2 separate regions of the Zea mays genome follow, and region 1 is linked to region 2. The links are chromatin contacts, called in public Hi-C maps. All regions are on one chromosome and are shown on one strand. Each heading gives the region's core, a stretch centred on a gene start, on an enhancer-like site or on the middle of the called end of the contact. The rest is flanking DNA. Distances are from core to core; before and after follow the strand shown.

What was found. A called contact is a pair of places that touch in the nucleus more often than the background predicts.
Region 1: a contact with region 2 is called in a Hi-C map of leaf mesophyll, with 4 times the contacts expected there. The contact joins the promoter of LOC100283121 here to the promoter of LOC100279372 in region 2. A contact is called at or near these places in 5 of 25 Hi-C or Micro-C datasets (bundle sheath, ear, leaf and 2 more).

The regions. Positions count from the first base shown.
Region 1 is chr5:57,855,383-57,862,589 of Zm-B73-REFERENCE-NAM-5.0, reverse strand. LOC100283121 reads right to left here and starts at 5,811. Exons shown (of 4, transcript NM_001156023.1): 1 at 5,490-5,811; 2 at 5,315-5,409; 3 at 4,034-4,484; 4 at 655-1,655. The coding sequence starts at 4,456. The coding sequence ends at 969.
Region 2 is chr5:57,614,403-57,620,881 of Zm-B73-REFERENCE-NAM-5.0, reverse strand. LOC100279372 (putative SERRATE-related C2H2 zinc-finger family protein) reads left to right here and starts at 2,829. Exons shown (of 12, transcript NM_001152388.1): 1 at 2,829-3,316; 2 at 3,407-3,492; 3 at 4,174-4,228. The coding sequence starts at 2,838.

The sequences.
Region 1 (7,207 bases), core at 4,562-7,061, 240 kb before region 2:
GTAGCTATCCCTTGGTAGATGGATAACATGACTTGTGGGTAAAGATGTGCAACCTCTACAGAGTGTAAAACTAGTATATCAGCCATACTCACGGTCGTGAGCGGCTCAGACCCTCACATGATTAATTTATAGAATTAAATTCAATTTGTCATTTGCATTTATTATTATTTTGATCTACTATTACTATGGTTTGACATATACTTACACTTAGTAACTGCTAATAAAATTTTGACCAACTTATAAAAGCAATGTTCAGCTTTAACCATTAATTGTGGTTTAGCCTTACACTATACATGAACTCACACCTTTGGTGAGTTCATGCATATTATTCCTCATAACTTGTTGAGCTATGATCTTTTGTGAGCTTACTCTTGCGATATATAAACCCCCCACAAGTGAAAAACAGGTGGTTGAAGAGGAGCCGCCCTGCAATAAAGCTTACGAGTTGATCTAGGTGGCGTCTCCTAGTCAGCTTTGTGGCACCGAGAAAATAATATTTAGTTTGTTTTATTATTATTTATCCTCTTATAAGACTTTTGTTATGTAATAATGACATTTATGATATTTATCTCAAATTGTATGTGATGTTCTTCCGGGTTTTAAATCCGGGTGTGATACAAACAGGTTTTAAATCTGGGTGTGACACAAACAGATGGGAGTCAAGGCCTTCAGATTTCCATACAACAGATTAGGGTCTGAAATTACAGGTCTTAGTACCAGGGTTCCACTTCACAGACTCGTACAACAGCGAGGTCCATGTACAACCAAAAAACAAGAGATTGCCACACATCTTATTCAGCGCATATTTACACAAGAGACCGCCTGACGGTTCCGATACATGTAGTGATACCTCGACTCGGTGCCGTAATCGCAGTTAAGCTCGTAAGAAGGGCGAACATGTGATGATCCTGGCGCAGCAGACCTCTGTCCACATGTTTCATTGCTGCCTGTCTGGTCACATCACATACTCACATGCTGATTCTCGTGAGGACCTCGGGGTGGTAGTGGATCATCTCCTGCCACATCATCTCCCTGATCATGTCGACGCCGAGGTTCTCGTCGATGTCGAGGTCGATCGGCACCTGCGCGGGAGGGTTCGCGCTCGGGTCATAGAGCGGAGACATGTACGGGTGCTCCAGCGCCTCGGTGACGCTGATCCTCTTGGACGGGTCGAACACGAGCATCTTCTGCAGCAGGTCGATGGCGAGAGGGTGCGCCTGAGGGTACATGCCGGTGAAGGGGGCGCCCGGGGCGTACGGAAGGGACTTGATGTACTTGCGGGCCTTCGGGTTGTCGATGAACGCGAGGTCGGCCTCGCCCATGGTGCCGAGGACGTTGACGATGAGCTTGAGCTGGTTCAGGCACTCGGTTCCTGGGAAGATCGGCTTGCGGCCAAGCAGCTCCGCGAATATGCACCCCACAGACCAGACGTCAATGGACGTGCCGTAGTTGTCGCAGCAGAGCAGCAGCTCGGGTGCCCTGTACCAGCGGGTCACCACGTACTCCGTCATGAACTGGCCCTTGGTGTTGTTCGTGCGGGCGAGCCCGAAGTCGCATATCTTCAGGTCACAGTTTGCGTTGACCAGGAGGTTCCCTGGCTTTAGGTCTCTGTGGAGTATCCCGGCTGAATGGAGGTACTTCAGGCCTCGGAGCAGCTACAGTCAAGAGAAAAGGTGGCAAATAAGTACTAGTTCAGCAAAAGGAAACTCAAGAACTGACATCAACAAAGTAAAAGAATCTGGAAACAAATGCTGAGATGTTTACAATAAAACAATCCCTAAGAAAAATCAACATTCGAGAGCAGTAATAGAAGTTTCCACTTGACATGATAAGGTTTACTTTTCGAATAACAAACATGCTACTTCAGAGGAAAAACAAGAACCTGTCAAGGACATCCCAATCAAGACCACCTAAATAATATTATTTCCTAGCCACTGGTGGTATGTGGTCCAAGTTTATCCTTGTCCCCAATAACTTGTCTGGGTTGCTAACAAATCATATCTTCTCACAACCACTCCCCTAAGATCTGTGGTCCAAGCTTGAAGCCAAGCCTACATTTGCTCATATGATTCTCTCATGTTAGGACCATATAGTATTATTTTCCAACATCTCAGCTTCAGATAGTAGTTTCAAATGCTGTTTTAGTGTGGTTTGGTGTGGTGGTGGGGTTATACTCGTCTTTTTTTCCTGTTTAATGAAACGATACTCAGCTCTCCTTTGTATTTGAGAAAAAAAAGAAATGCAACTTGTTAGATAGTAGTTTCAGATGCTTTTTTAGTGCTCTCCTTTGTATTCGTAAAAAGAAAAAGATATACAATAGTTTCAAATGCTGCCATGTCTAACTTGGCCAAACTTCTGAGATGGGTTAATGTTCTGGAAATGTAAATAGCTGTTGACTTCAGATTTTCGGAAAATATAACCGTATGCTGTGTTCAGTCCAGAATTATAAATGATTTGCAGTTTTACGCATGAATAAGACAAACTACTAAGAAATAATAGAACTCTGGATGTCAGTATGAAATTAGAGTATGGTTGAAGTTTCAACAAGGCAACAGGTTATCCGATATGATATCTCAAAAGTAGAAAATTCCCAACGCTGTGCTTTCAAATGGATATTGGCCCACTTGTGCCTTTGCCTGAACCAGGAAAGGTACCCAGCCAAATGACTACTGACTGAGTTGAAGGTGCCTTTTATCCTCCTTGAGAAAGTAACAAGAGATGCCACCATTATAACTAGGGAGGTACCAATTTCGGTATCTTGTTGCCTTTCCAATGACCATAGAAACATCATGCTGAAAAGCCAATATGACTCGTTCCCACCTTAACCACAAAGAGAAATGGTGAATGGAACAGATTCCCATGCTCATATAAGGCTTGTCCAGATATACAAATCTAACAAGTTGAACTCAGCAAGAATAACCTCATATCATCCAAAGTGATAACCGATGAGGGCATATCTAGTGCTAAAAGCTCCAACAGAAGGTGGGAGTCAGGAGAAGGGAACTTCTATACAACCTTAACCCTTGCTTAATTTTGCAAAAATGCTGGTTCAGACCCAGGACCTCCAGGCCACAAGTGTAGCAAGCATGTTCTTTTCATATAAGCCAAAGTACACTAAGAAAATAGATGCTTGATCCATGGTTGTGGATCCAAATCAGACTAACGAAACCACTACTGTATCACCATATATGTACTTCTGGTAAATTAACCAAACAGAATACTTAAATTAAACAGTATCTAGCCAACCACACCACTGGAAGATCGTGTTGCCAAATATGACTAGCATAGCTTATGACAAGGCTGCAAATTCTCAGCCCTATTTTCTGATCTGCATAAGGGCAAGAATCTCATATCTCAATAGGATATACCAGAAATTCCTAACGATGGCATTCAGATTGAGCATAATGCACAGACAAACAAGTGCAAGTATTGGGTTACTTAGTGGCTACCTTTTATGTCAAATGTCCTATGTCGAGGTGGCAAAATATTGTTGTGTTTCTGTTTACTAGTTCATAGCATGTGCTAACACTACCGCAGCATTTCAGGGGTGCGCATGAAAACAACCAAATGATGATATTTGTTTCCATAGTTTAAGTTTCACGCTAAAAAATAATCTCATGAAGTTGGTATCTCGAATACACAACCATGTGCTCAGAAGTAGAACATCACAATTCATCTTCAGACCCTAACACACAATCTTTTGTATGCCTTTGGGAGCATTGTCTTTGGCTTCATTCCCATTGAACTTCAATAAGTCAATAAAAAAACAGGTCCTCCATTTATCTCCATTCTGATACATGCAATTATTGGGCTGAATTTTGCCGATTTCAGTGCACATGACAGAATTGTATCAATTTGATAGTAGATTCAGTGTGACAACAGAAATTACTTAATGCCCCTCAGTTCATGTGAGAAAATGATCATACTTTCTCAATGTAATGACTGATGACAGATTACTGAACATATATACATCAATAAAGAAACAAGAGCAAAGGACATAACTATTTGAAAACAGGATCCTTGCGAAACTTACCTGAAAAAGGAAATACTGGCAGTGGTCATTGGATAGTGGTTGAGATGACTTAATTATTTGATGCAGATCAGTGTCCATGAGCTCATAAACCAAGTAAACGTCCTTGAAGCTCCTTCTATGCGCAGGCATCATTATGTCCTTGAGAGCAATAACATTCTCGTGCCTCAGGTGCCGAAGGAGTTTCAGCTCTCTCAGCGTCCTTAGCGCATCCACACGGTTGTCAAAGACGTTGTTTATCTTTTTTATCGCGACTTTTTCATTGGTCTCGCGGTTAACAGATGAGCAAACGATTCCGTAAGCTCCTCTTCCGATGGGCTTGATCGGCACGTACTTGGTGTCGATCTCAAACAGTGTCTGCCACATAGTATAGTAATGCTTTCCTTGACTTGCCATGCCATTGGGGGGATCCACCATCATCGCCATTTTCTGCCAAGGAGCACACGCCAATGACCTAGTAGGAGATAAAATTATAAGAAACCAAAAGGTGAAGCGTCATCAACTCTTTTAAGAGAATAGGTTAGCTTTCCTAATACTACACGCAGGGAACACCAAGTCATGTCATACGAACCGTGTAATTTTCTTAATACTGTACACTGGGAAGACCCAGTCAGGTTGTACAAACCGTTTAACAGACAACAGAGTGAACTTGTGCAAATTTCTTACTTTTGCTAGTAGCATGAACAAAAATAATGAATGAATATGCTCTTTGCAATGATGCTACGAAGAATTCAAATTGTTCGTTTTTTTTTGACCAGTTGGACTTTGATAAGCATACTTCCTAAGCGAAGGCAAGGTCCCACTTTGATAACATGCTGTAACCCCCAATTCCCTAATCTCTCTGAAACGACTTTGACAAAACGAAAAGAGAGGCAAGAGTCTGTCTTATGTCCAAATCTTTTTTTTTGGTTCGTGGAGGGAGCATGCATTAAACGAGCACGTCATACGCACACGCACCCCTAATCCAGTCCCAACCTCACTGGAGCGCCAATTCCCGCGGCAGGCAGCGTTGATTGGACTCCACCATAGTCGGACGCGGCTCCCCGAGCTAAGATCGTCCGACGAGGAGGCAGAGCAGTGAGCACCGCCACCGATAAACAAACAGATATAAAGAAAAAGAAACACGGAGGGTGGAAGCTCAAGCTCGGATCCCCACCCGTCCCTCCCTTCCGCCGCCGCTCGTCGCCGGTCTGGCAGCGTGCGGAGTCGAGTGCCGCGGCGGATCGGCCGGACCGAGAACCGAACGCACGCAAGGCATAGGAAGCGGGCACAGGTCGTAGGTACCTCGGGAGTAGGGGCCGGGGGGGCGCGGTCGTCCGCCGCCCGCTTACGCTGTCATCGTCGCCAGGATGGCACGGCCGGGCAGGATCCGCCGCTCACTGCACGGGCAAAAAAGGAGGGGCGTGAGCTGCGGTCGGGATTCGAAGCGCTGGGGCGCGGGGAGTGGAGCGCCACCCACCGTCACCGCCTCCGGCACGCGCGGCGCGGCGTCCACCGGCCGCCGCCGTAGCAGATCTGGAGCCGTGCGTGGAGCGGAGCGGGGAGGGGGGATGTTGGGGCAGGCGGGCGCGGTGGGAGGCTGGGATGGGAGCTAGCGGGCGAGACAAGAGAGAGCGAGGCGCGGGCCGGGAGAGCACTGGCGTCGTGGCTTGCTATTTTTATTGGGGAGACCCGCGGCAGAGGGGGGTGCGTGCGTGTGAGGGTGAGTGTGGGAGCAGGCGGCGGCAGCCGAGGCTGCGCAGACGCGGGCACGCGGCAGCCCCGCCGGGCGCGGGGGCGGCTATTTGCCAGCGAGCAAACGGAGCGGAGCTGGCAGTGGCATGGGCGTCATCCGGTGCGCGCCGCGCGGGTGACGTCGGTCGGTCGGTCGCTCTCTCGTCCGTCCGTCCCCACGGCTGCACGGAACGGCAACAGCACAGCACACAACGCCGCCTGTTTCCTTTCCCTTACCGGAACGCCGCCGCACCGGCACCGCTCCACTCGCCCAGGCGCAAAAGCCTGCCCTGCCCGCGTGCGTCGCCCGCCAGCGCCAGCACACCCAACCCAACCCCCAGGCCCCCGCATCGGGCATGTGGGCCGCCGCCTTTCCGCTACGGTTACATCACGCCACGCGGCCGGGCGGGCGGCTTGCTCGTTCGCGTTGCGTCCGTCTCCTCCCCTCCCCTGCTCCATCGCGTGGAAAAGCGCACGCGTCATTGGGCCGCGCTTGCGAGCAGTTCGGCTACGGTTAGGAGGGGCTCCGCTCGTAGCCTTTGCCGCGGCACATGATCATCAGGGGCTCTCCGTCGTCTCTCCGCCAGGCCGCGTGCGTGCGTACATGCATGATGCATGTGGTTGTCTCTTTCACCGTCGGTCGCCATCGCCACGTCGTCGTCCAATGTGCATGCAGGCGCCTGCCGCCTGGCATCTCGCGTTGAGATCCGGCCGCTCCATCCCTTTGCATTTGCAGGAAGCAACGGGTTTCCTTTCCTTCCCTTTCTTCTTGCTTGGAAACGAGTCGATGGAACCTAGAGATGTTCAAACGGATCGAGGCGCCTGGTAAACCCATAACCTAGCACAGTTTTACTCTCACGGTCTGACCCCAACATAACCTAGCGCGTTGGTTAGCAGGCGCGTCACGGTTGGCCCGGCCTAGCCTGACCTGGTTTTATGTTTTCCCATTTTTCTATAAATATCTATATTACACATTATTATAGGTATAAAACATAAAAACATGTGTCATTTTTGTTAAATGGACGTAGATACATTTTTAATTAAATCTAACTATCATGGTTTAAATCTCTATTTCTATATATTTTTAGTTTTTTTTTGCTATTTAAACGTGAGAAGAAAAGAATATGTGAACTTTTCCCTTCGCCGACTTGGATTGGGGTTGGAGCTGAGCTAGCTGCCTTTACGGCTTACTCGTGCCAAGCACCAACGTGCGTGACAGTGTCTAGACAGGGCCTTGATTTGGCTCGTTTCCGATTTTTCAGCCTTTGTCCATGGCTTCTTGCCCCGTGATGACACTACCCACCTAGGGCTTGTTCGGTTATTTTCAATCCATATGGATTGAAGGGGATTGATACGGATTGAGGGGGATTTTGACTTACTAGGGATTGAAACCCCCTCAATCCCCCTCAATCCATATGGATTGAGGTATAACCGAACAAGCCCCTAGCGTGGGGGTTAGCCCGA
Region 2 (6,479 bases), core at 1,580-4,079:
GACATACCTTCATAAGTTCAACATATAATAATGAAGAAGGAATCATATGAGACACAAAAGATAGCATAAACTATTATGTATTATTATCAACTCATTTCTGTATTATTATTATTATAGAAAAGTAGAAATAATATCACATTACAAATGTACCTTCGGCTTGAAAGAAGGCGAAAATACAAGTGTGACGCAAAAGCAAATGCCAAGTCAGCGTGAACAGTACGGGGGTACTGTTCACCTATTTATAGGCACGGAACACAGCCCATATAAAATTTTACATCCATGCCCTTTACATTTGGTAGTAATTCTATAGTAATCCACCGAGGTCTGAATAGCCTTTTCATCTTTAAGTCGGTTTCCTTTTCTGCTACCACGCCGAAGCTTTCCTGCTCACATCTTCGGCGCTATATCAACCTTCGTATTGTTTGGGCTTCTCCTACTATGATATCGACTCGAGTCCGAAGATACCTGTTCACACATTATACTCCAGAAACACTGTTAAATCTTGTTTTTGAGGACCTTCGGAAGCCGAAGGCCCCCAACACTCCCTTCTTTGGCGGAAGTCGTTGTCGGCCCGAATGTATTCATCAATCTTCTGAAGCAGCTTCTCCAGAGTTTGTGGGGGCTTCCTGGCGAAGTACTGAGCCGTGGGTCCTGGCCGAAGACGCTTAATCATGGCCTTAATGACAATTTCATTGGGCACTGTGGGTGCTTGTGCCCTTAGTCGCAAGAACCTTCGGACATACGCCTGGAGGTATTCCTCATGATCTTGCGTGCACTGGAACAAGGCCTGAGCTATGACTGGCTTCGTCTGAAAGCCTTGGAAACTGGTCACCAGCATGTCCTTGAGCTTCTGCCACGACGTGATTGTCCCTGGCTGAAGGGAATAATACCATGTCTGGGCCACATTCCGGACTGCCATGACGAAGGACTTAGCCATGACAGCTGCATTACCTCTGTATGAGGATATTGTTGCCTCATAGCTCATCAGAAATTGTTTTGGGTCTGAGTGCCCATCGTACATTGGTAGCTGAGATGGCTTGTAAGATTGTGGCCATAGAATAGCCTGCAGTTCTGCTGTCAAGGGAGAAGCATCATCAAAAGTAAAGGTATCATGATTAAAATCATCATACCATCTATCTTCGTTGAATAAGCCTTCCTGACGAAGCTCCCTGTGTTGGGGCCTTCGATCTTGTTCATCTTGAGCAAGATGACACACTTCTTCAGTAGCTTCGTCAATCTTCCTTTGAAGATCGGCCAGCCGAGCCATCTTCTCCTTCTTCCTTTGCACTTGTTGATGAATGATTTCCATATCCCTGATCTCTTGGTCCAACTCCTCCTCCTGGAGTGTTGGACTGGTGGCCTTCCTCTTCTAGCTTCGAGCCTATCGGAGAGAAAGAGTTTCCTGGTTTGGGTCCAGAGGCTGCAGCGCAGCAGCCCCTGACGCTGAAGCTTTCTTCGGCGGCATGACGAAGGTCAGGGCTTGCCGAAGGTGGTCGAATGAGTTCACCAGAGGTGGGCGCCAATGTTGGGGACTTGTTCTCAAATACTATGAATTAAGAACAAGACAACATAGAATGTTAAATGTTAATGCCCTTCGTCCTTCGAAGCATTATCTCCCTTAGGATATAATGATCTTCAGACGAAGGTCATGAAGGACATACCTTCATCATCGTAGTATATGTTAACAAGAGAAGAAGTGTATGAGATATAAGAGACAACATGAACGATCATATAACATTATCACTTCATCCTCATTATATTAACATGGAAAAATAAAGACAATATTGAGTTACATATGTACCTTCGACTTGACATAAGGTAAAAAGTACAAGCGTGACGCACAAGCGAGTACCAGTCAGCATGAACAGTACAGGGGTACTGTTCATCTATTTATAGGCACATGACGCAGCCTGTGTAAATTTACATCATGCCTTTTATATTTACTATTGACTTATGGATAAACCAACAGGACTGAATAACCTTTTCCCCTTTAGGTCGGTTCATCTTTCCGCCATTTAGTCGAAGTTTCTTTACATGTAGCTTCGGAGCAGCATCATCCTTCGTCTCAATCATGCTTTTCACATAGCGTATGATTTTAATCCGAGTCCGAAGGTACCTGTTCATATGTCACACTTGGAAAACATTGTTAAATCATGTTTTTGAGAACCTTCGGAAGACGAAGGCTCCCAACAGATGACAACACAATTCCACGCAGCGAATTGGATGTCACCAAATTTCAATTCAATTGTTTGGATGCCACCGAATTGGAGTTTAGAATTGTGTGGTCCAATTCCACTCAATACATAGGGGTGATGCTCTGTATTTGAAAAGACAAGAATTGAGTATCTGATTCCAAATCTTATTTTCATGTGCAAACAAACAACATAGGCCATGTTTGGTTTCATTTAGTCTTAGGACTAAACTTTAGTCTTAGGACTAAACTTTAGTCCCTACTTGTTTGGTTTTAGGGACTAAATAGGTTCTAAAGTCATTAAATACATTGTCCAAAGACTTAAATGCTCTTGGAATACACTCACGTGGGCTTTTAGTCTCCTTTAGCACCTATGTGAAGGACTAAAGACTAAATCATTTTAGTCCATATTTTAGTCCTAGTGTTTGGCAAAAAAAAGGACTAAATGAGACTAAAAACTAGAGACTAATCTTTAGTCCCTCTAACCAAACACCCCCATAATCTTGGAAAGTTGATTCCAATTCATAATTCTGTGGTCTAATATATACATCCAACGGTATTAGGGAAGTTGTCCTAAAATCGTGATTGTTCTTAAACTGTACACGTATACATCGGTCAATCTCTGCCGTTCCTAACACCAGATTTCATGATGCTTCCGTCATCTACTATCTCGTGTATCAGTCCCCGCCGGCTTCCGTCCCCAATTACTCGCTCAAACCCTAGCCCCACCGCGCGAATGGCCGATGTGCTTGACCCGGCCTCCGACGCGCCGCGCGCGCGCCGTCCGCCGCCACCTCCCCCGGATAGCCCGGAGGACCGCTCGCCGCAGCTGCCCCCGCCTCCACCCGGGGGCCCCCCGGCGGCGAGCCGGAAGCGGAGTCGCTCTCCGCCGCCGCCGCCGCCGCCTCCGCTGGGTTCGTCCCGGCCCCAAAGGTATCGGGACCACCGCAGCGGCGGAGGGCGGGGCGGGAGCAGCCCCAGCCCGCCGCCGTACCGGGGCAGCCGCCGCCACTCGCCGTCCAGGAGATCCCCGTCGCCGCCATTCAAGCGGTCGCGGAGGGACGACGGGTACGACCGCCGCGGGGGCCGCGGGAGCCCGCCGCGTTACGGGTACGATGATAGGAGGTGAGGGGCTTTGGCTCAATCGTCCGTCGGGGTTTCTGTGCACGGAAAGTTTTTGCAGGTGGTATGTGTGCTTACCGTGTGGTTGTTCAGGCGAGGTTATGACCATGAGCGAGGTGGCGGCAGAGGTGGGTATGAAGATGACAGGAACCAGGGCAGATATCTGAACCGTGCTCCAGGTGAGGACTCTTCTCATGCAAAGTTCAGTTGTAGGAATATATTAATAATCTTGGTAATAGAAGATCTAAAGTAACAAATGTGAATATAAATTTAAAATTGAAAAAGATGGAGATCTTCGTGTACTAGTTGTTACTCCCTAGTCTCTCCAGCATTCTTGTGTTTTTCCTGAAGTCTGGTAAAGACATGTGGTTATTCCAAGATGTCGGTGCACAGGAGTCCAAGCAACTAGCACTGGTGATTTAACACACATACCAGTTTTGAAGCAAGCGTTACATGTGGCCTTGAGTCCTTGACGGATAGGAAGGCGCCAGCTAGCTGTATATTACTTTTTGTGAAGCATCACTGGAACCGCATGCATAGTATGGAACCAAATCCAATTAATACGGGCACCTTGGCATGGCATCAAAGGGCTGGATTAATTTCCTCTTTGGTATGTGCAATCCATCTATTCGTGCATTAGAAAACGGACCAGAGGGAGTAGTTCGTTTGTTCTTGCTGTGACCTTACAGTACAATGTTGATCACATGAACCTTCTCAACTTAAGTAGCTATATGTTCTCTGCTTCTATATAAAATGGCTGTTCTTTAGTTTTATGTCTGGCGACAAATAACTTGTGACGAATGACTTGTTATTTGTTTATGATTTATGACAATCACTTGACATGCAACTTCTGTACCCAGATTGGCCTGATTCGGGGTACGGAGCGGCCAATGATGGTCCAGGGGTCACCCAAAGGTACTGATGATGTAACTAATGACAGATTTTTTTTGTTTGCTTTTTTGAATCTTCGTTATGAGCCACTTCAAAATTTTGTCTTGCGGGGTATTGGTTGCTATCACTGTATATAAGAGTCATCAGAACTCATCACTGCTTGTGGAGAATTCAAATCAAGCTCATATTGTCAAGTGCTCTATGCATTGTTAACGGGTAGAGAATCTTCTCAGAAAATTCCCCATATTTGATGTTCGGAAGCAAAAGATGTGGATGATTTATCAGGCCAAAGTTTCTGTCTACCACAACCTAATTACTCTTGTTACCCACCACCAGCAAGCCTTCTGCTCTCTTTACAGTTTGTGCTGCTACAACAAATAGCTTCCTCCAGTATACCACTAGTATATGTATATATTGAGATGCAGCTATATACTCGAAAGCAGAATCCATATATGTTTCGGATGCAGTCAAATGGAGAATCTGATGAGAACATTCTCTATCCGTTAACAATCAATTGGCAGAGGCTTCGTTTGGAACTCACAAGCGCTCTTTTCTTCACAATGTAATATGAGACCATTCACAGTTTTTTCCCAGCATATCACATTATGCATACATTTATACTGGCAATTCCTTAAATTAACAATTCATAACACTTAAGAAATTTATACTTCTGAACAATATTGGTTCCTGGTTTCTGTATTACTGCAATGAAGCTCCTACTCATTGATGACCCTGCCAAGGTTTTCAACTCGATAAGTCGAGTCAAGCTGTCAAGGTACCGACTTGGTGACTAGTCGGTAAGTCAGTCGACTAGTCGCCGACTTGCCAATATAGTGGCTGTTTTGCCTATATAATGGCTTCATATAGACAATATAGCATTTATATATGAAGAAAGGGCATGTTTTACCTCATTTGAAGCCTGAAATTGAATGAAACTGAAATAAACAGCAAGGCTTACCTCATTTGAAGCCTCAAACTGAACCAAATCAGCCACATAAGTGATTAGTCATAAACTCATAAGTCATAACAGCCATATATAGACATATAGTTAATAGTTCAAATTGGAAATCAAATAGAATCTTCCATCTCCCTAGAGCTTGTTGTGAGGGCGGGGGAGGGGAGCAGGACTCACCAGTGCAGATGAGGGGCGGCGTGCAGAGGAGGGGTGGCGGCCAGAGGAGGGGCGGCATGCAGAGGAGGGGTTGCAGGCGGCCAGAGGTGGGCGGCGTGTAGAGGAGGGGCTGGAGGCGGCCAGAGATGTTGGAGGTAGGGTTTATGTTGTATAATGGGCCTTTGGGCTGCTTGGGCCGAACTGGGACACAAGTCGGCCGACTTGCCAGACCAAGTCGACGACTAGTCGACTGAGAATTTCCAGTCGTTTCCAAGTCGCCCGACTTGCCAGAAAAGTCGAGCCGACCTCACCAGTCGAGATCCCAGGGCCGACCCGACGACTAGTCGCCGACTTGAAAACAGGGGACCCCGCTTTAGAGGAGGGACATGCATGATTCTTATTCCTAATATAGCATGGGTCATTACAGGTCATTTTCTCTTAAAAATGAACTGCCTGATAATTTTGCATGCTGTTGAGAGTTGATTTATACTTTCTCTGTCCTTATTTAATATTTTGTATGTTCATGCTTGTGCTAACTTAAAGGAAAAGCACAGATCACTGCCCCCGATTAAATTTGTTTTATCCTGCCACCTATGCAATTTCATTTTTTCCCTCCTATTTCACCCATCTTTAATTTTAGCGACCAATGAATCATATGCAAAATGAGATGATGCCCCATTTTACTCACCTCTTTGAAATTCTTTAACATCATATGAGAAAAGGGGAGGCTTGGCGCAGTGGTAAAGCTGCTGCCTTGTGATCAGGAGGTCGCGGGTATGAATCATGGAAACAGCCTCTTGCAAATGCAGGGAAACACTGTGTACTATAGACCCAAATGGGTCTGACCCTTCCTCGGACTCCGCGCAAGCGGGAGTACATGCACCGGCTGCCCGTTTTTATCAAATGAAAAATAAAGAGAATTCTTTTCCACTACAATAAATAAATAAGATACAAAATACCATCGTGTGCCTGTGTTCAATAAACCTTAGGTGCCGTTTGGTTCACATATTTGTAACGTGATGGGTAACTAATAACGTTAGATAATAACGATAGATCATGTTTGTTTAGGTCCAACCGTAATCAGATACCACACTAGGAACTAACACCGGCCTATTCAAACTTGTTATTACTGGTACTCGAGCAGTGTTATTAAAACTACGTTTA